Regions from separate parts of the Mus musculus genome. Here region 1 is linked to region 2. The links are chromatin contacts, called in public HiChIP or PLAC-seq maps. All regions are on one chromosome and are shown on one strand. The core of a region is the stretch at or near the end of the contact, and the rest is flanking DNA. Distances in the headings are between cores, read along the strand shown. Region 1 holds the start of Dbh (dopamine beta hydroxylase). Region 2 holds the start of Surf2 (surfeit gene 2).

What was found. HiChIP or PLAC-seq counts read pairs in DNA pulled down with a chosen protein or histone mark.
Region 1: an HNF4G HiChIP or PLAC-seq map of pancreatic cancer cells shows a contact between it and region 2. The contact joins the promoter of Dbh here to the promoter of Surf2 in region 2. A contact is called at or near these places in 1 of 39 promoter capture datasets (hippocampal neurons), 2 of 115 datasets of contacts at active chromatin or transcription factors (the SCID.adh cell line and pancreatic cancer cells) and 1 of 9 other capture datasets (pancreatic islet).

Annotation. Positions count from the first base shown.
Region 1 is chr2:27,164,095-27,169,611 of GRCm38.p6, reverse strand. It overlaps Dbh (dopamine beta hydroxylase), which reads right to left and starts at 4,105. Exons shown (of 12, transcript NM_138942.3): 1 at 3,746-4,105; 2 at 1,293-1,439. The coding sequence starts at 4,096.
Region 2 is chr2:26,913,765-26,919,421 of GRCm38.p6, reverse strand. It overlaps Surf2 (surfeit gene 2), which reads right to left and starts at 3,014. Exons shown (of 6, transcript NM_013678.3): 1 at 2,919-3,014; 2 at 2,563-2,717; 3 at 1,891-1,994; 4 at 367-549; 5 at 64-230. The coding sequence starts at 2,996. It overlaps Surf1 (surfeit gene 1), which reads left to right and starts at 2,892. Exons shown (of 9, transcript NM_013677.2): 1 at 2,892-3,165; 2 at 3,416-3,467; 3 at 3,693-3,826; 4 at 3,908-3,990; 5 at 4,527-4,715; 6 at 5,175-5,247; 7 at 5,347-5,509. The coding sequence starts at 3,091.

The sequences.
Region 1 (5,517 bases), core at 2,856-5,355, 250 kb before region 2:
CCCAGAACATGCAAACATCGGCATGCCCTGTGGTGCATTCTGGAAGGTTCTCTGAGTGCCTTGTCCCCAGGAGGGTGGGGACTTAGATGACTCATTTCCAATGGCCCTAGCCTAGCTTCTTTGTGTCATGAGCTCCTAGGTTATTCTATTGCCTCTTTGGCAAAAATTCTCATTTGTTTTCTTGAAATCTAGATTTGTTTGACATCCAATAATCAGTGCCAGATCTAAGCAAATGGCCAGTCATTTACCACCTCTCTGAGATCCATTCTTAGGGTGAGTGGAACCCACCTTCCAAATCCTGTAGTCCAGCTGAACCCGACACCACCCACCTTCTGTATAACTTTTCCACTCCAAGCCACCATCTCCTCTGTCCTAAATTGCCTCAGAGCCAGAATTGGTAAGCAGAGAGCACCCTGAAGCCCAGACAAGTCAGAATTCCTCCGCCTGCTGCTTCCCAGGGCCCTTCTAGTCTTTGCCCTATAAGGCCAGTGAAGGCCATTGCCAAGGTTCTATTCTCGAGTCTACCTAGTGACTGAGCCTGGTGCTTCCTATATGCTGTGGTCGGGCCTCTTGGGGGACTGTGAGTAAATCAGTTTCTTCCCATGGCACCAGCCTCTCAACTCTGTCTCTCAGCCACTACCACAAACTGCCAGCCCCTGTCTGTACTGTCAGGAAAGATTTAACTAAGAAAACAAGAATGTAAGGGGTCCATCAGGAGCAAGATGGACTGTCTTTTCCTAAAGGGAGTGGTTAAGAAGCCCAAGTGCTTTGCAACTATGTTACAGCTATGAAGTATACCATAGATCTTCCATATCTGGGATCCAGTAGCTCCTAGGCTTATTTTATAGACAAGTAGACTGAGGTTTGGAGGAGAAAGAGACCAGCCCCGAGCCTCAAAGCAAGTCAGCAACTGGGCAGGGTAAAAAGCCAGGTGTGCTGGTCTTCATACATGACAGACTGATGGAAGTGGGATAGATATACATCCCAGGGCAAGAGGGTTCCAAATAACAGTCACATCTGGAAAGAACACTGGCTACATGTCTGCAGGGAGCTTTTCTGGAGCCTCATGCTGCTATAGACCTAGAGCCTCTTTCTAAAACAGCTTCCATCTGTCGGGTCTCTCTCTCTCTCTCTCTCTCTCGTGTGTGTGTGTGTGTGTGTGTGTGTGTGTGTGCTTGCACGCGTGCACATACACACTCTACCCATGGCTTCCATGGAGGGAGGGGCCTTGGCCTGGGACTTTAGAATGCAGGGACAGTTCAGGAAAACAGCTGTTGCCCTGGACAGCCTACCTCAATGACATAATCCTTGGGGTCACAGGTGACAAAGGGCCTCTTGAAGAGCAGGGACAGGCCATCTCGAGTCCTCTGTGCCTGGAGCAGCTGGTAGTCTTGCTGGGAATCCAGATGGATCTGCCCTTTCCGGTCACTCCAGGCATCCTACAGAGACAGGCTCAGGGTCTGAGCAGGAAGGAGCCCCTACCCAGGTGGAGCACATATCTCTATTAGAGATCACAGCCGCTACCCCGAGTGAGTCACCAGCTCCACAGAACACCCAGCAGGGCTAGGAAGCTGCTGATCGTTGCTCCCGTTGGATTTTATCTGTCTCATTCTTTTTCAGTGTTGGGATCAAACCCAGGGCCCAGTGTATGTAAGGGCAGCAGGCCTCCCTTGAACCAAGTTTTCTAGCCCCCCATATTTACACCCCATTCTGTTGCCTATCCTACCTGAAGCTGTACCCCAAATCAGCTTCCTTTCAACCTACCACATGTAAGCTGGGTGCCTGAGACGCCCAGAGACAGTTAGCCATACAGCAGAGCTTAGAGTGAGACCTGAAGAAGTGTACTGCATTGTTAAGGTGAACATGGCTTCCCACAGGACTGCACACTAGGATTAGACATTTGAGACTAGAGCCTTGAACCTACACAGATGATGATGGAGCCAGAGTGGAAAGAGGCAGAGTAGCATTTAAGGTGGCACTCACTCACCCAGGTGTGTGCCCCATGCTTGCATAAAATTGAGAGCAAACGCTGCCTTCAATACTGTACCCTAGGAATCTCTTACTCTAGGCTAGCCTTGCCTGGAGAGATTAAACTGAGGTCTGGGTTGGGGAGGCTGCCTCAGCTGCATTGGCAGCAAGCGTGAGCATTTCCCCAGAATAGTTCCTAGAGCCGAGATCCAGGTCTCCCTGCCTTCCCCTGCAGGGCTCCAGGCCAGGGTAAGGGAAGCAGGCTGGGGTGGCATCTACCAAGTGGGTTCATGACCATCACAGGCCTCTGTTGTGAGGATTGTTGGGGCTGTTTCTACTTAGTCCTACCTCCAGGGCTATCACAGCTTAGGAAAGCAAAGCCTGCAAGAAATTAGCAACATTTCCTCTAGGGACAGCCTCATGGTGGGGCTCCTGTTGGGGTTGCTGCTGACTCACAGCAGGACCAGCCAGGCAGTTGGCATTGCTGCTGGGAAGCTACAGTGCAGACCTGAGCATACTGCTGCCTAAAGAACTCCGTTTCTGATGTCTGTGTTCAAAGGAATTCATTGTGCAAACAAACCTGCCAGGGGTGGAAAAGGCCCCCTTGGTGGAAGCTGCAGCTTGAAAAAGCTGCACCCCGAAGGGGGAAAGGAATGTCAGCCCCACTGGGACCCAACAAGTCTCTTCTGTCTCCCACACACCTCAGACAGACTGTGATTCCAGAGCCACTGTACAGCCAGCCCTGCTCTGTCACCCTGCCTGACAGTTCTGAGCCAATGCCTGGCCTCACTGTGAAACAGGGAGAGTGGCTGCTGCCATGCTCAGCTCAAGAGAGCATCTCCTAGTCAGGTTTAGTAGCTCACACCTATAATCCCAACACTGGGGAAGCTGAGGCAGGAGGATTAACACAAAGCTGAGGCTAGCCTAGTATGAAGAAGAAACATGATCGGATAAAGAAACCATCTCTTCTCTTGTAGATGCAGAGTTAGATTCTATCCCGAAGAGGCCCTGATGGTCCATCCCTCTGTAGAGGTAGGAGGACAAAGAGTAGAACCACAGAGGATATGTGTGGGTATCTATCCTCCGTCTACTGATCCCTGTAGCTTGTAGGGGCCCTGAAGGATGCTCCGGTCTGTAGGAGATTTCCTGTTTGCTACCCTAGCATGCAGATGTTCAGGTAGCTTTTGAACAGAAGGAACCAGAGGCATTCTGTTGGCCTGGGCTCAGCTTGTGTGGTGAGGATGGGGTTGTCCCACACCCGGGTTGCAGTGGTATCTGTGTCTACCTTTACCATCATTGAGTATAGCACAGAAGGCGTGTTTCTGTGTCCCAAGCTGGTGTGCATACTGCCTGCTCTATTCAGCCATATGCCACCTGGCCCACAACAGGTGCACATGTACTGGTAGTGTGGCATGGAGTTGCTATTTGTAAAACTGGAGGATATGCAGGGTCTCTACTCATGTGTGTGTGGGTGGGTGGGGACTCATGGCATGTGGGTCCTCCATCTGCCCTTACTGTCCTTAGGATTGCTGCAACCATTATTTGGGGGTGTAGTCAAGGATTTCAAGGAGAGACTACTTACTGTTCCATTCTCTAGTGAGTGTCCTTATGACGCTGAAGGGCTTAATTCAGATTAGTGACATCAAACACAGAAGCAGTAGGCAAGCTTTCTTTGCTGACTGTAGAGCAGGGCTGTATGAAGCTAGCCAGCTTGTGTGTGTGTGTGTGGGGGGGGTATGGACGTGAGGACAAGACAGAAAGATGGCAGAGGACTCACCGCAAAGTAGGCCCTGTCCCCATCAGTCCAGAGCATGATGAGATCTGCGTTCTCCATCTCTCCTCGATCTGACATTCCAAACAGGACCCCAGCCCTCAGCCCTTGCACCTGGAGCTGGAAGTGGATGATCTCCTGGACATAGCTGACGTTCCATGAGAGCTCTAAAATCCCTTCGGGGTCCAGGGGGATGTGGTAGGGGAAGGGGCTCTCTGGAGGCTCCGAGCCCCGCAGTGCAGCCACCAGGATGACCAGGAAGATGGCCACAGCAGTGCCGTACATGGAAGCCGCCTCACGGACACTGGGGCTTGGGAGGCTGCTCCAACAAGGCTGGTGGCTGAGATGAGCTTGCATGGCAGGGATGAGCACCCCAACCCCACTCTGCCATTTATGCCTGTCCAGTGGGGTTGGGCCAGGCTGCACCTAATCACATTTGTCTGGTGGGGAATTGAATTGTCTTGGTGGCCCTCCCACCAGTCCATGCCCTGGGGCAAACACATCTCCCCTAATTGGCACTAATGACACATGGACATCTTCAGGAGAATCGAAGCAGAGTGGCTGATGTCCTCCAACAAATCTCTGACGCCTGTTGGAAACAGCTACTCTCTGCAGACATAGGTCCTAAGGACACCTCCAGCCACGCCCTGCGGAGGGCCTCATAGGCAGCCAGATACCAGGTCCTCTCCACCTGCTCCAACTGAGGTCTAAGGGGCTCTTTCCTGAGTGACAGTGAGTGGTGGGTTCCTGGCTCTTGTTTTTAACAATACTGGGGGGTGGATAAGTTTCAAACTAAAAATAAAAGGCAGTCCCCAAATAGTCCGTGTTTAGACACTCTCTCCAAGGCCGGCTGTTCCCACTTTTTCTCCTGTTTCCCCACGGGCTCCAGCTGGCGCCACGGCTGCTACAGAAGGAGTGGGTGCAGAGACAGCAGGGCAGGCAGAAAGGGGTGAATGGGCTCTCGTGGCTGTAGGGACAGTACTTAGGGGAAAGGAGGGTGGGGGACATACCTGTTCCCATCTCCCTGAAGCTCTCAAACCCAGGGCTTCCTCTTGCTTCTCAGGTCAGCTGTACCCAGCGCTGTCCCTCCCAAACCTGCCATAGGGCCCCTGCACAGGTTGGCCTTCCTATTGCTCAGCCCTGTCTGTCTCATGATGAGAACCAGTACTGTCCATACCTCCAACACCAGGAAATTCTACTTGGTCTGCTGCTTGTATCCAAAGCCATCCACCTCTGTACCTCACTGTGACTATAGGTCCCTCCAACCTAGTTGTGAGTCCTTCTCTCCTTCCTTCTCTCCCTCTTTTTCTTCCTGCTTCTTTCTCAGAAACACAGTAGCCCAGCCTGAGCCTCTGGCCAGCAAGGCCGATTCTTCACTGAGCTCTGTTCTACAGAGGAAACGGGACCTCAGTCCTGCACACAGGTGAGATCTCCAGATAGTCCCAACTCTGCTCTGGAAAGCAGATAGGCAGAATGACCAGGGCTAATGGGCACATTGTTCTGCACAAGCTAGGACAAGAGTCACAGGCTCTGAGTGGGGTGTGGCTTAGCTAGCCACATCCTGGTTTTCAATGAGCTCTTAGGGCCACCTGGGGCAGCGAGGGCCAGGTCGGTTCCTAAGAAGGGTAGGGCTGCTGAGCAGGAGTCTGACTGCAGCAAGTAGTGTCCCTTTCCTGGATCCAGCCTGAGAGCAACAGTTGCGCTCGATGCTCAGAGGAGAAGCATGGTTCTTAGTAAACAGCAGAGTGACACACACACACACACACACACACACACAC
Region 2 (5,657 bases), core at 1,765-4,264:
AGTGCACTTGCAGAATTTGCTGAGTAGCCCCCTACCCTCAGCACTCTGCAGCCCACCACTCACCTTCCTCAGTTTACGACCCCTCTTGTGGCCCACTCTGGCCTCTTCCCTCTCTCTAAAGCTCTTCTCTTCTGAATGCTCCGGCTTCTCATCCTGTTGGTCTGTCAGAAAGTCTTCAGGAGTGTCATCGTTCTTAGGCTTGCCTAGTTCTCTCTTTGTGAACAGCTCAGCTGGAAGGAACAAACACTTGGCTGAGCTGTGTCACAGGTAAAAGCATCCCTCCCTTTCTTAGGAAAAGTGGCTCACAGCAGGATCACAAGGTACCTAGCAGGAGACAGGGGCAGGGATTGGACTGGGTCTGCTTACGTGGGTATAGGTCTGTCATGCTGTCGTCACTCAAGGCGTCTTCCTCGTCACTGGAAGCTGGCTCCCAGAAACCTGTTCTCTGGCCTGGGAGTTCATCACTGTTCGTCTGGTCCTCTCTCTTCTTCCTCTTGTGTAGAAGGCAGGCAGGGACATATTCCACACCTTGTTTCTGACACTCTTCATCTAGGAGACTAGCAAGCTCATTACACTGGTACCCTCTTGGTGCACAGCTAAGCTATGGGTTGTATTGTGCCATGGTTCTGTTCCTTTATCCTACCAGATAGGGGTGGGCAGCCAAAGGCTGTGGACCTCAGGGGAAACTGCCTGGCTTCACTTCAACTTGGCGCGGGAATGAGGCTTCAGGGAAGGCACTTACTAGGGTCACCACTGCTGTCCTCAGGTACTGAGGAGTCTGAACTTCTTGGGCCAGCACCATCTCCATAGGTGAGGGATACCAGCTCATTGCTCATGAGTAACAGTCTAATTGGGACTGGGCATCTGATAGAACCAACTGCTCTGCTATCTCCAGTCTTCCCTGCTTCATCTTTGACATCTATTTCTAGGACCACTGTGGTCTCCTCCCAGTGCTCTCAGCAGGCCAATTAGCTACGGTAACCAGCCTGCCATCCTAACCGGCCTCACTGTGTTTTGGCTCTGTCTCAGCTCTTTGATACATCTTTATAATCATGGGGATTCCTGTACAGCCCTCCCTGTGAAAATGTAGCAGATGACAAAGCTAACAAAGGTACAACAGCCAAACCTTAGCTTGCCACCGGTCAGTGCAGCCCAGGTGCCAACTCTGCACCAGCAGACAACTGACAGATTCCTTACCTTCCCACCCTGTGACTGAAGTCTGCCTGTTAGGGCAGGACAGGCGATGCAGTCCCTGAAGCCTCCCACTCATCCCCAGCCTCTGCGAACCCCAACCCTCCATTCTCCCTGCTTCATTCCTCCATCCAAGTTACCTAGTCCCAGTCCCTTTCTTACCCTCATCTTCCTGTGGTAGCATGGATGGGAGGTTTTCACCTCCCTCATGCTCAAGCTGGCCCCATCCTCTCTCTGTCCCTAACCCCAGGAGTCTCTACTCTCAATGACTTGGGATGCCTTCCCACCCCTGGCTATACCCAACAATACTGGAGGCTGTCTGCAAGTCCCCTTTCCTGCTCAAGCCACCAACCCCTTAGCTGCAAGACCCCTCACCCTCTGGAGCCTGCAGGACTGTTTGCACCAATCCTGCTCCTGAGAACAGTCTTCAAGGCTCTCCTGCAGTATCAGATGACTATGGACCTGTCCTATAACTAGAATACTGCAGCCTCAGCCTGGGAGCTACCCTAGGATTGTCCCTGCTATGGAATATCAGACCTCCACCGCACTCCTTCCCACCTACTTCTGGCTTTGCCTTCTCACTGTGCAAGATCAGGCAAGTGCATCAATAAAGGATCAGTGATGGCCAAGGCACCTTTCTGGCTTTTTGGGGGCAGGGAGCATGCATCCAAAGGCCTGAGCTTCTGGGGGGTGACTTACATTGATGAAGTGCTCTCTGATACCTCCGGCCCTGGGTGTGCCTCAGCACGTGTTCTGGGGACTTATTGATGTGCCTCAGGGTGAGTTTGCAGAACAGTTGGTGCCTAAAAGGCAAACAGGTGGGTATGGAGGGGCAGTGCACACCAAGGGCCCAGTCTTGTGGGCTCCACCATGGCTGCATGCTGCAAACAAATGATCCATCTGCTGGGATGCTCTGCATTTAGTCTCAGTGTCTGGATTTTGAAAAAGGCATGGTGGACTTTAATTCCAGCACTCAGGTGGCAGAGGCAGAGGGGCAGAGTCAGAGGCAGGCTTTAAGGTCAGTCTGGCCTACATAGTGAGTTCCAGGCCAACCCAGCTACACAGGCTTACAAACAATTCCACTCAGTATCTGGGATCAAGGACCCAGATTGTTACCCAAGAAATTGCAGTTTCACACTGCATGCTTGGCGGTCAGACAGCTCAGGGAGTGCTATATGAGGATATATCAACCACACAACCATAGACAGGATCCCCAAACAGTGAAACTGGCACTGCCCAGCCTGGCTTCAGGGAACTACATGCAAGGGCCACAAGCACTGTCCTGATAAGTGTCACAGTGGGAGGCTCCTACAAGCTCAGAACAGGGGGCACAGGCTCTGCTCCTAGGCGCTGGCCGGCCAAACTACGTACCGATTCTTTGTGCTGGGCACAATGTGTGGCTCGAAAGCTGCGTAATCGAAGTTAGAGAAGGAACTTGACAGCCGTTGGTACTTCTTGCCGCGGGTGTATTCCTGGAGCTCGGGCAGACGGCAGGGCAGCTCATGGCCAGTTAGGGAGCAGCGAACCTGCGGATGAGCATCTGGTCAGAAGGTGGTTCTTGCCAGCTCCGCCCCTTCCCTGCACTGTCCTCCCAGGTCCCACGCTTTCCAGGCACAATACTCCCGGGTCCCCCTCCTTTCTGGCCACTGTCGGTCCTCCGAGGTTCCGCTCCTCCCAGATCCCGTTCCTTCCTGGCCCTACTCTTCCGGTCACGGTTCTCTTCCGACCTTGCGGGTGTTGGGCAGTAGTCTCAAGCTGGGGTGCTGGCGCAAGAATGCAAGCACATCAGAGGGTGGTTCGTCCATGATCGGAGATGCCCATCTGACGCCGCAGCCACCACGTGAGACAGAGCGCCGTCCCGGAAGGAAGCAGATTTCTCGGTCCCGGAAGTGCTCAAAGATGGCTGCTGTGATGGCTTTGGCTGTGCTGCCGCGACGGATGACGCGGTGGTCGCAATGGGCCTACGCGGGACGGGTAAGCGGGGGTTCAGAGAGGATCCTGCTCAAGAAGAGGGATCTGGAGGGCCGGGCCCGGAGTGGAGTGGGGCCGAGGAGGACCCTGCCCAAGAGAACTTAGCCCTGGGTGGAGCGGTGCCAGGGAGGACCCTGCCCAAGAAGACTTAGCTCGAAGTTGTGTGGGGCTGGGTTGGACCGTGTCAGGTGCTTGCACTTGGCAGGCGTGGGGTTCCCTGGATTTAGCCCCTCGGCCTGTCTGGTCCCCGCAGGCCCAGTTCTGCGCTGTCAGGAGGAGCGTCTTTGGGTTTTCTGTCCGCTCAGGTGAGAAGGGCTCAGACCTGGGTGCGGTTGATGCACCTTTCTTTTCAGCCCACAGTGGTTTACTGCGTGTATTGTACTGGGAGAGGGTTGGGCACATGTGCTGTTAATTGCCACCTTTGCCATACATTCTCTGGGGTATAATCGGGCCTCTCGAGGAATTGGCCATCCAGTTCTGTTTGTTCTAGGGCTTCTGACCCCATGCCAGTGTTGTAAAACTTCCTCCAGGGATGGTCTGTAGGCCACGCAGGTGTTGCAGTTCTACTGCTGAAACAGCCGCCGCTAAAGCAGAGGACGATTCTTTTCTCCAGTGGTTCCTGCTTTTAATCCCTGCTACTGCTTTTGGCCTGGGGACTTGGCAGGTGAAGATGGGGGTCGAATTTGGGTGGCTCCGAGGCTCGGACTCCACTGATACCTTAGCTTAGCTCATGCTGTTTCTATAGGTCCAACGTCGGAAATGGAAGCTGAAACTTATTGCAGAATTAGAGTCTCGAGTCATGGCTGAGCCCATCCCTCTACCAGCAGAGTGAGTGTGGCTGCCCACTTTATTCATTCCACTTACAGGGCGGCAGTGGGGCCCTTGCTTCTGTTTGGTGTAATTTGCTGTCCTTTGGCGAGAACCCTGTTTCCCGATAAACTGCCTGCTGACTGCCTTTATGAAATTGGACACAGAACATAAATAGAAAAGATTTATTTTCGGTGTCAGATTTCCCTTTTCAGGTCTCAAGGGATCCTCCAAAGTGGTGACAGTTCATTGTGGCCCTGGTGGGTGGTGGTCTTTAAAGTTTATTGTATTGCCCTCTTGAATTTTAAAGTTTTGTCCTTCAGGGTTGGGAACAAGTGGAGTTTGGACTCACATTTTGTTAATGTATATACAGTAGCCATACAGAAACCCACACTTTCCTTGAAAACCTGGGCTCTGGTTATCACCATCTTCTATTACTATTTGGCATCAAAGGTTGCTATGGAGGACATAACCTGTCTGATGATCCTCACTGAGCCTTTCTGCTTAAAGGATTGACAAGCCTGGCTTACTCACAGCCCTTCCTTTTCTCCTTATAGCCCAATGGAACTGAAAAATTTGGAGTACAGGCCAGTGAAGGTCAGGGGCCACTTTGACCACTCTAAAGAGTTGTACATAATGCCTCGGACCATGGTGGATCCTGTCCGAGAGGCGCGAGATGCTGGCAGACTATCCTCAACTGAAAGTGGGGCCCATGTAGTTACTCCTTTCCATTGCTCTGACTTGGGGTGAGTAGTGCATGGCTGAGCCTCATTGTGCTCAGTCAACCTTAAGACCCTAGGGAATTTATGAGAGCCAACACTGCCTGATAATTTCCAACATCTCCAACATTAAGCAACTTTTTAAAAAGATTTTATTTATGAGTACACTTTGTAGCTGTCTTCAGACACACCAGAAGAGGGCATCGGATTCCACTACAGATGGTTGTGGGCCACCACGTGGTTGCTGGGAATTGAACTCAGGACCTCTCTCTGGAAGAGCAGTCAGTGCTCCTAACTGCTGAGCCATCTCTCCAGCCCATTAAGCGATTTTCTTAGCCAGTTTGAATCACTAAGGCTTAGCAGTGAAGTCTGAATCCACAGAATAAACCATTTATATGCCCAGTAGATAAATGCTGAAGTAACCACTAGTGACATCTGTATTGGAACTCTTCCTCACCCAAAGGGTGACTTTTATTATTGTTCTAGAGTCACCATCCTGGTTAATAGAGGGTTTGTTCCCAGGAAGAAAGTGAATCCTGAGACCAGACAGAAAGGCCAGGTAAGGCATATGGCTCTTCAGCCCGAGAAATGTATATAGTTAAGTCACCTTGCCTCCATACAGGACTCCCGTAAAAAGCAGTCCTGCCTTCTCTTGTAGGTTCTGGGAGAAGTAGACCTAGTTGGCATAGTGAGGCTCACAGAAAACAGGAAGCCCTTTGTTCCGGAGAACAGCCCAGAAAGGAATCACTGGTATTATCGAGACCTGGAAGCTATGGCCAAGATAACAGGAGCGGACCCCATTTTCATTGATGCAGACTTCCGTATGTTGTGGTCAGCCTGCTTTGGGGAGAGCATGCACTATTGGATAGCGTTTTAGAGGAGAATCTTAGTATGTGGTGTGGAGACTGTTTTTGTGGTATTTTGGCGAAGAATGTAGCTACCTTTTGCCTGAAGTCTTCCTGAGGCTAA